Regions from separate parts of the Sus scrofa genome. Here region 2 is linked to region 1. A link is a contact called in public Hi-C data. All regions are on one chromosome and are shown on one strand. The core of a region is the stretch at or near the end of the contact, and the rest is flanking DNA. Distances in the headings are between cores, read along the strand shown. Region 1 holds the start of RASSF8 (ras association domain-containing protein 8). Region 2 overlaps LMNTD1 (lamin tail domain-containing protein 1).

Evidence for each region. A called contact is a pair of places that touch in the nucleus more often than the background predicts.
Region 2: a contact with region 1 is called in a Hi-C map of subcutaneous adipose tissue, with 2.8 times the contacts expected there. The contact joins the enhancer-like site here to the promoter of RASSF8 in region 1. A contact is called at or near these places in 1 of 5 promoter capture datasets (fetal liver), 2 of 47 Hi-C or Micro-C datasets (embryonic fibroblasts and subcutaneous adipose tissue) and 1 of 2 datasets of contacts at active chromatin or transcription factors (alveolar macrophages).

Annotation. Positions count from the first base shown.
Region 1 is chr5:47,844,624-47,852,349 of Sscrofa11.1, reverse strand. It overlaps RASSF8 (ras association domain-containing protein 8), which reads left to right and starts at 4,880. Exons shown (of 6, transcript XM_005653134.3): 1 at 4,880-4,970. LMNTD1 (lamin tail domain-containing protein 1) reads right to left here and starts at 4,051. Exons shown (of 18, transcript XR_002344073.1): 1 at 3,930-4,051.
Region 2 is chr5:48,352,251-48,359,976 of Sscrofa11.1, reverse strand. The region is part of intron 12 of LMNTD1 (lamin tail domain-containing protein 1); the gene reads right to left. Among named protein-coding and RNA genes, the nearest start is that of KRAS, 150 kb to the left of the region's middle. Within about 2 kb of position 4,731, at least 4 of the 83 cell types and tissues checked have an H3K27ac peak or open chromatin away from gene starts, as enhancers often do. A contact at or near this core is called in fetal liver and subcutaneous adipose tissue, where this site is marked.

The DNA of each region.
Region 1 (7,726 bases), core at 3,631-6,130:
TATAGTTTCCACTTATAGTTTATACTTTATTTTCTTTCCAGACTATACTTCATTCTTTAACAAAATATACTGATCATCACCCTTCTGCCCTATCAAATTATTGGATGGTCTTTTAAGGAGTTGTTTATGATTCGGTATCTAACAATATTGTTACTATTATAAAACAAGAAACTTATTAAATTAAAAATTCCTACAGATCTGAGAACTGTTGGTTGTTTCTAAAAAAGCCTCTTTATGTTGATCAAATAAATCACAATTTTATAGATCTCTGCAATGTTTCTGTATGTGCACAAGATTATCATTAGGAATGGTAAAGAAAACCATATTAACTTGCTTTCTACACACATATACTGAAGAATAGAAGAGAGATGATTTCTTTTTTCCTTCCAAACTCGTCAGTAACAGTGACTAAATGAAGGTTTGGAAAGATATGCTGAAAAACTCTAAATAAGCCCATTTGTACAAATTTTAGTACATGACTTCAGGCTTCAAGATAGTCTTGAGGTCACAAGATTGTTGCTGTAACCCCAGGTATTACATCTGTGTTTCAGGCAAGAATAGTGCTTGCGTCAGCCCTGCTCACAAATGAGGACACACAAATAAGGAGTTTTCTTGGAAGGCCCATACAACACCTTCCATCCACATGGCCAATATTTAGTAACCCCTATCTTCAAGGAAGATTGTGAAATAAAACTTCTCACTGGGCACAACATCAGGTTTCTATTACTAAGAAAGAAGTAGAGAATGGGAATGGGATAGGCAACTAGAATTACCTGCCTCATCTGCTCTGTTAGCACCTCTTTCCTTAGAGGGACTGTGAGCTCAGAGAAAGTTAACATTATGTCATAATAATTTTTTAATAATCCCAGAACCTAGCACAATACCATATTTTTTATTGTGCTTATTAAATAAGGAAGAAATGGAACTCTCAGCTAGTATAGATTATAAGGAAGATCCAAGGCAAGTACAACAGATGAAGAGATTATATTAGTTTACTGTATTTAACTGTTATTCATTCATTTAACTGTTATTTCAAGTAAAATTAATTGAGCTCTCTGTCTGAGCCAGGCCCTGTTTCAGGCATGGGGGATACAGTGATAAAAACAACAGTCCCTGGTTTTAAGAAAGTGGGGTTGGGGGGTGGGGAGAACTGGGATAGGACACTGAGGACTCCACTGCTAAACAAACAATTTCAAGGCCATGTCTTAGAATTGAGGAGTGATCCTGAACCACTGTTTGAGGTCAGGAAGCTGTAAGAAGTCTGGGTGAAACACGGAGTGGGGAAAGAAGTAGGTTAAAAGAAGGAAAGACAGATTGGGGAGATAATCAAGAAACGTACAAGTTATATTCAGATATCTGTAATTTATTTCTGTCAGCACATATTTGTTTGTGACAAATTTTTCTTTTTCTCTTGGACACACTCATGAAAGGATTTCCTGACATATGGCCCTTAAATGAATGTGACTCCCTGACAAGCTTCTTCGGGCCTAAAATTGTTGTCACAACTATGTTCCATGGGCCTTATCTGAGCACCATGCAACTATCTTCTCAGCATCTCTTCTTACAAGGTAGTGTTCCCTGGTGGGCCAGTTTGGGAAATGCTGGTCTAGATACATATTTGTCAAGCTTATTTATATGATTCCACTGCAATAATTAAAAAAAAAAAAAAGAGTTTCCAGGGGTTTCCAGATAAAGGAAATTTATCCCCAGGAACTGTAGATGTGAACCTGGTTTTCTTAGTGTGTTAACACCTTGGGTTTCAGTTACTCAGGTCACCAAAGGGATACAAATTTAGTTGTACTAATGAGCCACCACTTCAGCAATCACACAGTCAAATAAGTTATCCCAATGATGATATGACTAGTAATGAAGACATTGTCCCTCTTCTGGCAAATAATTCACATTAGTTCATAACATACATGGCTAGAAATGGATCTACATCAACTCCTTTTCTGTTTGCCTAGCTTAGAGAAAATTTCCCCCTAACCATGAAGCAGAAGTCTCTCTCTCTCTCTCACACACACACACACAGATTTGAAGATGCTATCCTTGAAGATGGAAGTAGCCACAAGCCAAGGAATGCAGGTAGTGGCTAGAAGCTGGAAAAGGCAAGGAAATGGATTTTCCCCTAGAGCCTCCAACAGGAACACAACCCACACCTTGATTTTAAGATATCTGACCTCTAGAATCGTAAGATAACACATTCTTGTTTTTAGCTACCAAGTTTGTGGTAACTAATATATTTGTGGTTTAGCTCCTAAACTAATAACACATACAGTATACTTCTAGGTGTTGGCCCCGTGTGTTCATGCCCTCTGCTCTCCACATATATCTCTCCCCATTGAAATTTTCCTCTTTTCTTAATCTCTCCTTTCAGATTCTTTTCTTGAAAATCAAATCTGATTATGTCAAAGGGCTTGAAGTGCATGAATACTCACCCTTTCTAGTTACGTTACTTGCAGGGAATATAATTAGAAACCAGAAATAGGGTTGTTTACAAATCCTGCTAAGGACATTTGGTGTGATCCTAGGAAGGCTTAGCAGAGATGTGATTATAGCTAAGAAAGCTCAAAACAAATTGAACTATAGGCTGAAGAAAGAATGCATTAACCACATGGGGCTGAGGTGGGGAAGAGATTCTTCTGGGTTTACCCAGGCAGGACAGAGGTATATTCACCAACTTCTGCAGCCACCAGCAAGGCACACCCTGATTTGAAGGTAGGGATACCTCACTGGGTACCAGGATCCTAGTAAGCACTTCTCCTAAAAAGTGGACAGTTATTTAGTCATAGCAAGTCTCATCCTGATTTAAATGCTGGTCACATGAAAGTTGGTTATAATGAGTCATCAACTGGTTCACCTCTAGATGCATGATAAAATTGAGGTCAGGACCTGCCTGGTGACCAATAGAAACCAATAGATTAAAGTTCTTCTACTTGGTAAGATCCTGAGTCCTAGTTAACAATAGCCACAGTCTTGCCTGTTATCTCCTCTGTTTCAAGACTGCCATAAAAGGGGGATGATGATCACAGCCAAAAAAGGGAGGAAAGTCCTAAAAAGGAAGGCAAGGTCAACATGGGCAAGTGCCACCAAGGGCATGCACGACAAGAGGGAGATTGAATTTTTCCATTAGATCTGGCAATTAGGTGGTGACTGATGCTGTTCACTGGAGTGAAAGGTTGACGAAAGAATGAGAGCTGAGGAAACGTTAACCTTAAGGCTGGAAATCTCTGAGGATCTGTGCTCTAGGTCATCTTTAAAAGTTTCCACGGGGTTTTACATTTGAATCATAGAGAATGCTTCTTGTCCCTCAATTCTCCAAATGTTGGCAAGCCAAATTTGAATCTTAACATCTGTCTCCTCAGTTCACCTCTGAGGTAGAGGAACTAAAGAGCTGTGCAATAACTAAGGTCAAAAAACAAGAGGAAGAAACCAAAGGCCTACAAATCCAAACTCCAAACAAATCAAGCCCTGAATAGGACAAGCGGTAACAAGTTGTGCTTCAAATTTAATATCCCTGTCTTGATTTAAAAAAAAAAAAAAAAAAAAAAAAAAAAAAAAAAAAAAAAAAGCAAAAACACCCAACACCAGAAACCCAAAAACGAGTGTCTGGAGAATCAAAAGGGACATCTTATAACTGGAATGCTTCTTTGAATCTCCTCAGCCCCTCTTCCTCCAAACTGATTGCTGTTCTTGCGTTGTGGGCATGTGTGAGCAAAAGTCTGGACCAAAGACTGGATGTTGTCCAGTGACTAGAGTACTGCATGTCATAAAAAAAGGTGAATAACAAGAACAACACACACATCTGCGTTTCCATAAGAAAGCACAGCTTTCCTTGACTATTTGCTATATTTGCGCGGGGGGCGAGGTGGGGGGGGGGAGCGGTTTTCTGAATCTGAGCCCAGCTCTTTCTAAACTTGGTTACTCACGTCTGATTCACTCGCTGTGTTTTTCGTCTCCTGTCTCTGTCATTGCCTGCTGCTGAGAAGGGGGTCGCTGAATCATTGCCACTCCAGATGAAAAGCAATTCAAACCCAGTCCTGAGGGGATGGAAGGGCCTTTTCTTTTTTTTTTTTTTAAGCGTCTGTGGAAAAAGCCTCCTCCTTGCTGGGGTGACAGTGAAAGGCAGTTTTGCAAGTCTCACCCCGGGGCTATGGAAGATTTTACTCCGTGAGCGTCAGTGAAGTACCGGTCATCTCACCGTTTCTAGCTTTCAGGTCCACTGGCCTCCGCCGACCCGGCGGAGCGGGGGACCGTGGGCCCGAGCGGCCTCGCAGCGCTCACCGCCGCTTTAAAAGCTCCCACAATGCAGCGCTGGCGTCCCAGTTCCGTTACAAGGTCTCTCCCGGCGCCGGCGAACCGGCGAGGAGAGGGCGGGGGAGTCGGGGAGCGGCGGCTGTAACCCGAGCACCCGGCCGAGGGGGGCGCCCCCGCGCCGCCGCTCTCGCGCGCTCAGCCCGCGGCCCGACAAAGGGGCGGAGCCGCCTGGCCGCTCGGCCCGGCCCGGCCCCCGGCCCGGCCCCCTTGCCCAGAGGCACCGGCCGCGGGAGCGAGCCAGCCGCCGAGTCCGCCGCCTGCGCTCGCCTGCCGCCCCGTACAGCGCCCGGAGTCCCGCTCCTCGTCGAGCCTCGCCTGCCCGCTCGCCCCCCGCACTGGCTCGGCTCTGGGGGCTGCTCCCGCCGGCTGCGCCGCGGCTGCCTGCGCGCTCGCCCACCCCTGTACCCCCGCCCGAGGCGTCCGCGCTCACCTAGCGCCAGGCGGGAGGTGAGCGGACAGGGAGCACCAGGGAGCCGGGGCCTCCCGCCGGTGCGGGGCGCGCGGCCCGCGTAGCGCAGGGGAGCGAGGCTCGCGGGGCTGCGCCGCCGGGGACGGGCGCTGGGCGGCCGCCGGGCTCCGGGCGCCGCCGCGTCCCCAGCGCTCCGGCGGGCCCCGCGAGGCGGCCTGCGGGGGCGGCGCAGTTGCGAAACTGAGTAAGTATTAACTTTACTCGGCGGCCGCGATCTCCGGGCAGCTTTCGGGACCCCTCCCTCCTTCCCCTGGAGCCTCCGGGCTCCCCCCTTCCCCGCCCCTCTCTCCGCACCTCTGGTTTCTTCGCCCCATCTGCCCTCGCCGCGGGCTCCCGCTTCCTCCGGTTCACCTTTTCCCCGCTGTCTCCCCTTTGCGCGTTCTCCCCGCCGCACACGCGCGCCTGACTGAGACTACGAGCTTGTTCCCAGTCTGTTTCCTCCCATTGCCCTTGGCCGGGGAGTTTAGAGGCCACTTTTGTTGGGAAGGGAAATGTACGTCTGGCTTCTTTAATATTTTTCTCTCCAAATGGAAATCGGATGCTTGCTTGCCGAGCGGCGGTTTGGTGAAAGCTTATTTTCTCCTTTGAAAAAAATGATTGGTTTACCGGTTTTTAAAATGTTTGAACGATTAACCATCCTCCGTCCCTATTCCCCCGTGCCGCCAACCCGTCTGGGGAGGGGAGTGCAGAAGACTTTCAAAGTAATTCCGTCTTGCAAACTGGAAACTTAGAGAGGATACGGCCCAGAAAGCTGAAAAAGATTGAACCTGAAGGGCCCTGAGCTTTGAATGTGGGTCCTCGTGTGGCACAGGGCTTACGCGCCGAGTACCTGGGTTCGTAATCGAGTGTTGCGTTGTTATTTTAACATAATAGAGCCGCCTGGTGTTGCTAAACCACTACTTTCTCAGCATCAGATGGCATCCAGTGCAGGGCAAGCTTTGGGTATAATTGCGGGTCAGATCTTTAGGCATTTAGACGGGAAATAGATGCAGGGCACGTTTCATAGCTGGTTTTCAACCCGGGATGTTAGCCTGTCAGTACATCAAAGCATTGCGTTGAAAAAATTCCTCCAGCCTGGTGCCAGCGAGGACCAACATTTTAGGGATTTTCTAGTATAATGTGGTTCAGCAGTTCTTCATTAGATATGTTTTGTTCGCAGGAAGCACCTTTAAATATGTATCGATCTCCGATTTTTCTGTCGGTTGAATTAACTACCCATTCTGGTAGGAGGCCCCAGGTAGTCTTTTTAAAAATTTTTTCTTTTCTCTTAAGTCTTTCATCGTTGGGTTGCCAGGAGTTGGTTTTCGTGCGAAAGAACAGAAAAAATGGGAAGACTTAATGTATTATCAGCATCCTCTTCTTTGCCTGGGTGAGGCGGTAGTGAATGCCACCTAGCCCTCTGCAGGGAGAGGTGCTGAGTGGAGGCAGGAACCAGGAGGCAGGACTGAGCACTGTCATTTTGAAAGGTGGCTTGTGTGAGGTTTTATCTTTTAGCTGGCATATTAATTGTACTTTTAATTCTATTTATCCTCATGGGGAACTCTCCCCAAACTATAAACATTACATGTGACCACACCCCACTTAAAGAAGACTGAGCATAACTTGATGATTGTTCTTTTGAAGGATCAAGACCCAACATAAATATAATTTGTAATGTAGATGGTAAATCCTTTCAAAAATCTCCCCTTCCTCATTTTCTCTCCTTTTAAGAGTCTCTAGCTGATACTCTCAATAATAGACACGTTTGGTAGTAATGCATTGAATTCTTTCTAGGGTCATTGATAAAGCCTGATTCCGAGGCTTCAATAGCTGAGGAGGGCATCAAAGAGCTCAGAGAGGGAGGAAATCATGGGACTCTGCAGAGAGGAAAGGCATTTCAGTTTGCTGAACTGTCAGCATGCTGCAAGGGAAAGCAGTAAAAAGAGGAATGTTTAAGTTGTTTTTAAGGTGCATGTTTCCTAAATTTGGCATTTGGTCGAGATATTTGGCAATTGCAGATTTTAAATTCTATTAGAATCAACTATAATGGAAAAAATCATAAAAAATAAATTCTATTAGGTTGTGGTATGATTTCTTTTTGCCTAATATTTTTAAAGTGTCATTTTTTTTTTACTTTTTAAAAAAATTATAGTTGATTTACAGTGTTGTCTCAATTTCTGCTATGTAGCAAAGCGACCCAGTCATACATATACGTGTGTGTGTGTGTGTGTGTGTATATATATATTCTTTTTCTCATATCATCCCCCATCATGTTCTGTTCCAAGACATCGGACATAGTTCCCTGTGCTATACAGTAGGACCTCATTGCCCGTCCATTCCAAATGTAATAGTTTGAACCACCTACTAACCCCAAACTCCTAGTCCATTTTTGTTAATGTGAATCTCAATGCTTAGCTTTTGTATCTTCTATACTGGGTGGCTTGCATTAATTTTTAATTTGAATGCCTTGGTTATTTTGAGAAATGATGAGTTTTTCAGAGTTTCTTACTAATTGATCCTGTCTTATGTTGATGTATGTAATGGCTTGAGAGGAAAAATATACTTTGGTGTTGATATTGTTGCTCTTTTCATTATGCTTGATTCCTGGCATGGCTTTGCTCATTTATTATAAAACACTAAGTCCTAGGTATCTGGCTAGTGTTCACAACATTGCAAAACTCTTTGCAGGTAGAAGTGGAGTGGGAATGGGTGTGGGATAGGAAAACATTATGCATCATAACTCTGAGGATTTGGATTTAAAAAATAATGTATCACCTGTTTACTCTCCTTGGATGATATCTTGCTCCAGTCCTAAATAGATTTCAAAATCCAAAGTGTAGAAATAGTTTCCAAGAACTCTGTTTAGTGGAAAGAATGCTTATCCTCCACAGCCAACCAGCCAGACTCAGGTGGCAAGTGTGACTTTGTCTCACTCCCAGCTGAGAGAGCTTGGCCATGTTA
Region 2 (7,726 bases), core at 3,482-5,981, 510 kb before region 1:
TTTTAGGTTTTAACTTTGGAAATTTTTGTATAAGGTATAGGGTTTATGTTAAGATACTTTTCTTTTTTTCAATCTGGATGTCTAATTGTTTCAAAACCATTTGTTGAAAAGGCTGTCTTTCTACACTGAGTTGCCTTTACACTTTTGCTCACATTAGTGTGGTCAACTTCTGGGGTTTCTATTTTCTCCCATTGATGTATGTGTTTATTGCTTTGTAATATGTCTTTATATTCTGTATAATTTACACTGTATACTGTGTGCTTTATAATACTCTAACTTTACAATACGTCTTAAAATTGGGTAATGTGAATCCTCCATTATTCATTAAAAAATTGTTCTGGATATTCAAATTCCTTTGATTTTCCATAAATTTTAGAATCAGTTTGTCAATCTCTACGAAAAAATCTTGCTGGACAGTAGCTGGAATTATATTAAATCTATGGATAAATTTGAGGAGAATTGGCATGTTAAACTTATTATTTCAATCCATGGACATAGTGTGTATCTCCATTTTATTAGGTTTTCTTTGATTTATTTATAAGTATTCTTACTCTTATTATTTCTCTTCTGTGTAGAAGACTTTATTTGGCACTTTTTTAGAGCAGATCTGCTGATGATATATTCTCTCAGTCATTCTTCATCTGAGAATATCTTTATTTTGCCTATATTCCTGAAAGATATTTTAACTGGATACAGAATCCTGGGTTGAAAGCTATTTTCTTTTTTTATTTTTTATTTTTTTTTTGTCTTTTGTTGTTGTTGTTGTTATTGTTGTTGTTGTTGCTATTTCTTGGGCCGCTCCCATGGCATATGGAGGTTCCCAGGCTAGGGGTCGAATCAGAGCTGTAGCCACCCGCCTACGCCAGAGCCACAGCAATGCGGGATCCGAGCCGCGTCTGCAACCTACACCACAGCTCACGGCAATGCCAGATCGTTAACCTACTGAGCAAGGGCAGGGACCGAACCTGCAACCTCATGGTTCCTAGTCGGATTCGTTAACCACTGCGCCACGATGGGAACTCCTGAAAGCTATTTTCTTTCAGCATTTAAAAAATGTTTCATTGCCTTCTGGCTCTCACGGTTTTTAATGACAAGTCATAGATATTTGAATTATCATCCCCCTAAATATAAGGTATCGATATGCTTTCAGGATATTTTCTTTGTCTTTTGTTTTTAGCAGTTTGACTCTGGTACTATATAGGTATGGATTTTTTTTAAGTTTATTCTATTTGAGGTTCACTGAGCTTCTTGAATCTGCAAGTTTGTCTTTTACCAAATTTGGTCATTTTTAAATGCCCAAAATAAATAACTGATTTATTTCTTCAATTATTTTTCTACATGATTCTTTCTTTTCTCCTTTTAAGACTCCAAAGATGCGAAGGTTAGAACTTTTGATATTGTTCCATAGGTCCTTTAAGATCTTCTTACACAAAAACTTTAAAAATCCCTATTGTTCAGTTTGGATTTTTTAGTGATACCTTGATGTTGTTAGTGAGCCCAACCAGTGAGTTTTTAATTTTAGTCATTGTATTTTTCCAATTCTAATCTTTTCTTTTGGTTCTTTTTTGTATCTTCTATTTCTCTCCTGAGACTTCCTATCTTTCATTTGTTTCAAGAGTTTTCACATTTACTTATTAGAGAATGACTTTAATAACTATTTAAAAGTCTTGGTCTAATGTCAACATCTATGTTCTTGGCTGTTGATTGTCTTTTCCCTTGAGAAATATCAAGATTTGTTGATATTTATGTGTTGAATAATTCTAAATTTTATTCTGGACATTTTGAATATTATGTTATGAAATGTTAGGTCTTGTTTAAGTCCGGTGGAGAATGTTGGTTTGTTCATTTGTGTGGTAGGTAATTGAACAGTTTAGGTTTAGCTTGCAAGTTCTTACCCCGCCTCCTTTTGGCCGATTCCAACATCAGATCAGTTTTCAAAGCCTTTGCTGTGCTTCTTGGGTCTATCTCATGTGTGTAACACTCAGTGACCAGTCTGGGGCTTGGACAATGGTCCATCTTGTAGATCAGTTCCCAATGCCTTCCATATGTTGTTTAGGGTCAGGTCCAGGCACGCAGAATTTAGAGATGAACCCAGAAATTCATATATAGTTTTAAGATATTATTTTATGGCACTTCCAGAAAATCTCTTTATGATTTCCTCCAAGGAAATCTTTCCTGCTCCCAGGTATGCATTTCCTGGTCTTCCAACTAGAAAGCCAGGACTTCAGTTTCCCTGGTCTGTTATGTACTCCCCACAACTATGTCTGCTACCAGGACCAAGTACTGAGAGATCAGAGAGGAAAGAACAGTGGAGATTCCTCTCACACTCTTGGATCAACGGTTCCTCTGGTCAGAGAGAAGGGATGCCTTCCCTCTGAGTTTTAGACATTTGTTCTGCTATTGTTGCCTCTGTGTCACTCTAGGATTGCTCAGGAACTGGGACAAGAGAGGAAAAGAAAAGCCCAGAGGAGTTCTTATTGTGGCTCAGCAGGTTAAGAACCCGACTAGTATCCGTGAGGATGAGGGTTTGATCCCTGGCCTCACTCAGTGGGTTAAGGATTTGGCGTTACTGCAACCTATAGTTTAGGTCGTATATGTGGCTTGGATCTGGCATTGCTGTGGCTGAGGCATGGGCTTCAGCTGCAGAGCTCGATTTGACCCCTAGCCTGGGAACTTCCACGTGCTGTGGGTGTGGCCCTAACAAAAAAGACAAAAGTGAAAATAAAAAAAAGACACATACACACACACAAAAAGCCCAGAGGATTTCCCTCAATCTTTTTCGATCCATAATAGGCCATTTTTCTGCTCCTCAGACAAGAAAAAGAGGACTTTTTTGGGAGCCCTTCCATCTGCTCTGGCATACATTTCTGGATTTCAGGTTGCCTTTGAATCCAGGGTGGGAGAAACTCACCCCCAGTTTAGTGGTTATCAGCTATCTATTTGTCTTCCCCAAGATGCCTGCTGCTATTTCCCTTCCAAAAGCCTCAGGTAACAGCTCCATCCATCCTCTCCAATGAGTCAAGTTGCATTCAGTGGGAGAGACAGCATGGGGTATGCTATTTCCATCTCATTTGGAACTTCATTCTCCTTTGCTGTTAAACACTTCAATTTAATACTTCTTAAGATGAAGTTTGAATAGGGTTACAAGGTTATAAGGAACACTCTAGACTAGTGCTATTCTATAGAACATTTTGTGATGATGGAATGTTCAATTCTGCACTGTATATGGTAGCCATTTGAAATGTGGCTGGTGCAACTGAAAAAATTCAAGGGGTATAGTTTGAAGGTCAGTTTCCAGAGAAACCCTATACTACCATTTCCTGAAGAGTTTTTTCATACCCTGGTTTCCTGAAATACTCTGAGAAAAAAAAAAAAAAGAGTTCCATGGTCAGGTAAATTAGGGATCATTCTATAAAGCATACATTGTGAACTACAGAATTATATGCTGCCATTCCAAGATTTTTTAGTATTTTTTCATTTGTCCTAGTGCTAGGCATAGGTGAAATTGTTATTTAATTATTCTGTGAGTCCATCCAAAACTTATCTACATAGATGACTTCGCAAAGGTGACTTACTGAACAACACAGCCAAATCAATGGCAATGATTGAGATTTACACTTGAGCCAATTCCTCTGACCCCCAAAACTGAGGTATATCTAGTATATCAGAAATGGCAATGGAGAAAATGGTATTGAAGTTCAGATTGCCTCATGAGGTTTGTCTACAGGGTGATGAAGGCAAGAGGTCTTCAAAGATATTTTTTAGTATTTGGATTCCATTTTAGCAACGCAGATACAGGAAATATTTAGCATTCACAGAATGTGGTCATCTCAATCTTTCTAAGGGAATTAATATTAATATTAATGGCCCTTGTCAATGCACAGCATAGCTATCTGAGGATGTGTTTCTTTCTATTTAAATAAATGAAATCGCAGAATGGAATAGTAGGCTAATGCCTTAGTGAAAAGTCATACAGAGCATCAGAGCAAATACTCTCATGCAAACATAGTTATCACAAAAGGGTCTAAATGTCTCTCAAAATCACACACATAATTAATTACTAAAGAGAACATAGGATGGTTGGAAATTTTAAGGAAAGGAGACTAGGAGCAGAGAGAAAGGAGAACAATTTGCAGACAAAGAGCTCTTGAGCCAGAGACTAGAGCCAGCAATTGGCTGGTTTGAATTAGAGGGGAGTGAGCTGTGTACGTTGTCTTCATTCTCTTCCTTCAGCTGAAGTTCCTTTGGGAAGCTCTTTGCTGAGCTTGGGTTGGAGAAATTTCATTCTTGTAACTGTAACTGTTGTTTTGACTGGCTCACCCCAGCAGTTGAGAGCTGTTGTTTGAAGAATTCTCAAGCAAGGGGATTTTGCCTAGATGATGAGCTCAGAATTCAGATAAGATCTTGAAAGCGGTAACAGGAGTCATTATTGTTGTCTGAAGCTATAATTCTTGAAGGTAATTGGGTATAAAAGCAGAAGTATTTTGGAGATTGATTTCATCCTCAATAAAAGTAGATTTTACTTTCTTTTAAAGTACGTAGTGGAAGTTGTGACCCAGAAATGCCCCTGCAAGACATTACAGATGGCAATTTTCATGTGCTGTTTGGCATACGTTCAGGAAAGCCACAGGGGAAAATTGGCTTTGAGACGCTTGTGCTCTAAGGTATATGCTGTGTCTTGCCAAATATAACATTCAGTTACCAACTGGAAGTGTAAAAGTTCATAGTTTCATGAAAATCTTAGCAATGAGTTTAACAGGCCTGCTTAACTATGTTTCATTTTTTCCAGTCTTCACTACCTACATACTTTACCACTAGAGGGCATTGTTGGCAGTGATATCAAGAGAAAGTAAAACAAAGAAATTTGTCTATTTTTTTCAAGATTTTTTTCATTTCAGCCAGTAAATAACAATAATATACATTCGAAGTATACTTTATTCGCTATATTATTCTTCTATTATTGCATTCCAAATACTTAACTTCTAGCCTTTTAATGGTTGCATTAATTAAGTGATATATTTTTTAAACCTTTTTTTTGTTTGTTTGTTTTTTTGTGTGTCTTTTTAGGGTTGCTCACCTGGCATGTGGAGGTTCCCAGGCTAGGGGTCTAATTAGAGCTGCAGCTTCCAGCCTATGCTGCAGCCACAGCAACGCCAGATCCAATCCACGTCTGTGACCTACACCACAGCTCAGGGCAACGCCGGATCCTTAATCCACTGAGGGAGGCCAGGCATCGAACCTGTGTCCTCATGGATACTTGTCAGATACATTTCCACCGAGACAAGATGGGAACTCCTGGTGCATTAATTTAATAAAAGATAAATTAACTTAATAAAAGATAAATCATGGAGTTCTTGTTGTGGCTCAGTGGGCTAAGAATCTGACTAGTATACATGAAGATGCAGGTTTGATCCTTGGCCTTAGTCAGTGGGTTAAGGATCTAGCACTGCTGCAAGCTGTGGCATAGGTCGCAGATACCACTCAGATCTGGTGTTGCTGTGGCTATGGCATAGGCCGGCAGCTGCAGCTCTGATTTGATCCCTAGCCTGGGGAATTTCCATATGCCACAGGTGCGGCCATAAAAAAGAAAAAGAAAAATAAATAAAAGATAAATCATAAAATTTCTTTCAGGTTTCTAAGAAATTCTAAATCTAGAATCTTGTCCTTTTTTTCTCCTTCAATGTTATATATTCTTGTAGACCTTCTTTTGAAATATATTGCATACTTGAAGACTTATTATTTTTTATCTGCTAAACAGTGAAACAAATCCATTTTCTGTATCATACCTTTTCTAATATTTATCAGAGGATCAGGGCCTATTTATAATAAATGAGAAGATGAAGTCTCTTCTACACACAGATGAGGGTCTGTCTAAATCTAAATATGATGAGAAGTTTTTTCCATTTGGGACAATTGTATAATTTATTGGAAGTTCTTCATGTGAAAATTTTCCTCTAGAATTCATTGTGTTAGATTGAATTCTTCTTCTTCTTTTTTTATGGCAGTACCTGTAGCATATGGAAGTTCCCAGGCTAGGGGTCCAATCAGAGCTGCAGCTTTGGGCCTACACCACAGCTGTAGCATTGCCAGATTCAAGCCATGTATGCAACCTACACCACAGCTCATGGCAATGCTGGATCCTTTAACCCACTGAGCAAAGCCAGGGATTGAACCCACATCCTCATGGATACTGGTCAGATTCTTAACCCACTGAACCACAACAGGAATTCCCAAGACAAGATTCTTTACTTGCAAGTAATAGAAACCAAATCAGGCATGCTTATGCAAAAAGGTGGCAGGGCGGTAACTTATTGTCAGGGCACAGAGATTCCTCATGGGCTGTGGTCAACAAGAGAGCTGGAAACTAGACTTCTATCAAGATACACTCTTGTCTCTGTGTCTGCTGTTGTCTATGTCATTACTTCATTCTGTTCTCTCTGTATATCAGTGTTCTCCCCTTCTTGCATTTCCATGGCAAAATACATCAATAGATTGAGTTAAAATGATACAAGGTCTTTTGTTACCTAAGAAGAGGCCATTCTAAATCCTATAGCTTGCTCTGTCTGTAACATGTATAACATGTGAAGTGATGTGTGGATCCCATGGTCATGGGCTCACTCTCACATCACCTTCATGGTGAAATTGGTCTCCTGGTTTGGTGCCCTGTGTAAGTTTTCAGGTTTGTGGTTGAGATGCTCCATAGGCCCCTGAGTGTAGTGCTGGCTGAGACTCTGCAGGCAGGAAAGGCAAACCCACACCTGGAATTTGTGTCTTTCCCTGTGAGAATCAATGGCAGGCTTTTCCAGGATGGAGGGGCTCTCTGTAGTCAGCTTGTTACTAAGTGGCTGGTTGACTTCCTTGAAGAATAATGCCAAACTGGGGTTCAGTGTTAGTCTCTGTTGTTGACAAGTTGGATAATCAAATGCTGCAGTAGCTAGACTGGCTTTGGTAAGTGGGGAGCTCTTGGGTTCCCACATAACTTCTGTTTCTACCACCATGTCCATTCTGTTTGTGTGTCTATTCTGTTTGCTCTGGGTAACTAATGACAAAGACTGGCTAATGTCAAGTAGCTATTCATTTTGTCTTCTTGGTTGTTCAGGGCTTTTTCTGTGGTAGAAACCTTCTGGTCGGTATCCATGTATAATACACAAGTCTTCACACTTCATGCTATCACCCATATGTCTATGCACAGGACTCCTGGTCTCTTATCTTCCAGTTCTTTTTCTTCCATTTCCCTAACCAGACAGGCCATTGGATGCTGCCTAGAAATTTTTTGTTTTGTTTTGTTTTTTGTTTTTTTTTTTTTGTCTTTTTTTTTTGCTCTTTCTTTGGGCCGCACCCGCGGCACATGGAGGTGCCCAGGCTAGAGGTCGAATCGGAGCTGTAGCCACTGGCCTATGCCAGAGCCATAGCAATGCGGGATCCAAGCTGAGTCTGCAACCTACACCACAGCTCACGGCAACGCCGGATCGCTAACCCACTGAGCAAGGACAGGGACGGAACCCGCAACCTCATGGTTCCTAGTCGGATTCGTTAACCACTGTGCCACGATGGGAACTTCTGCCTAGGAATTTATACATCTCTTCACCTTGGACCATTTCTTCTCTGCCCAAAACCAATGACCTGTTGTACTGTGCATAGGTCTACCACTGAGAAGTTTTTCCTCTCTGTTACCTTTCCAAGAATAGAATGGAGGTACTTATGCTTTAGTTTGCATTAGAATCAT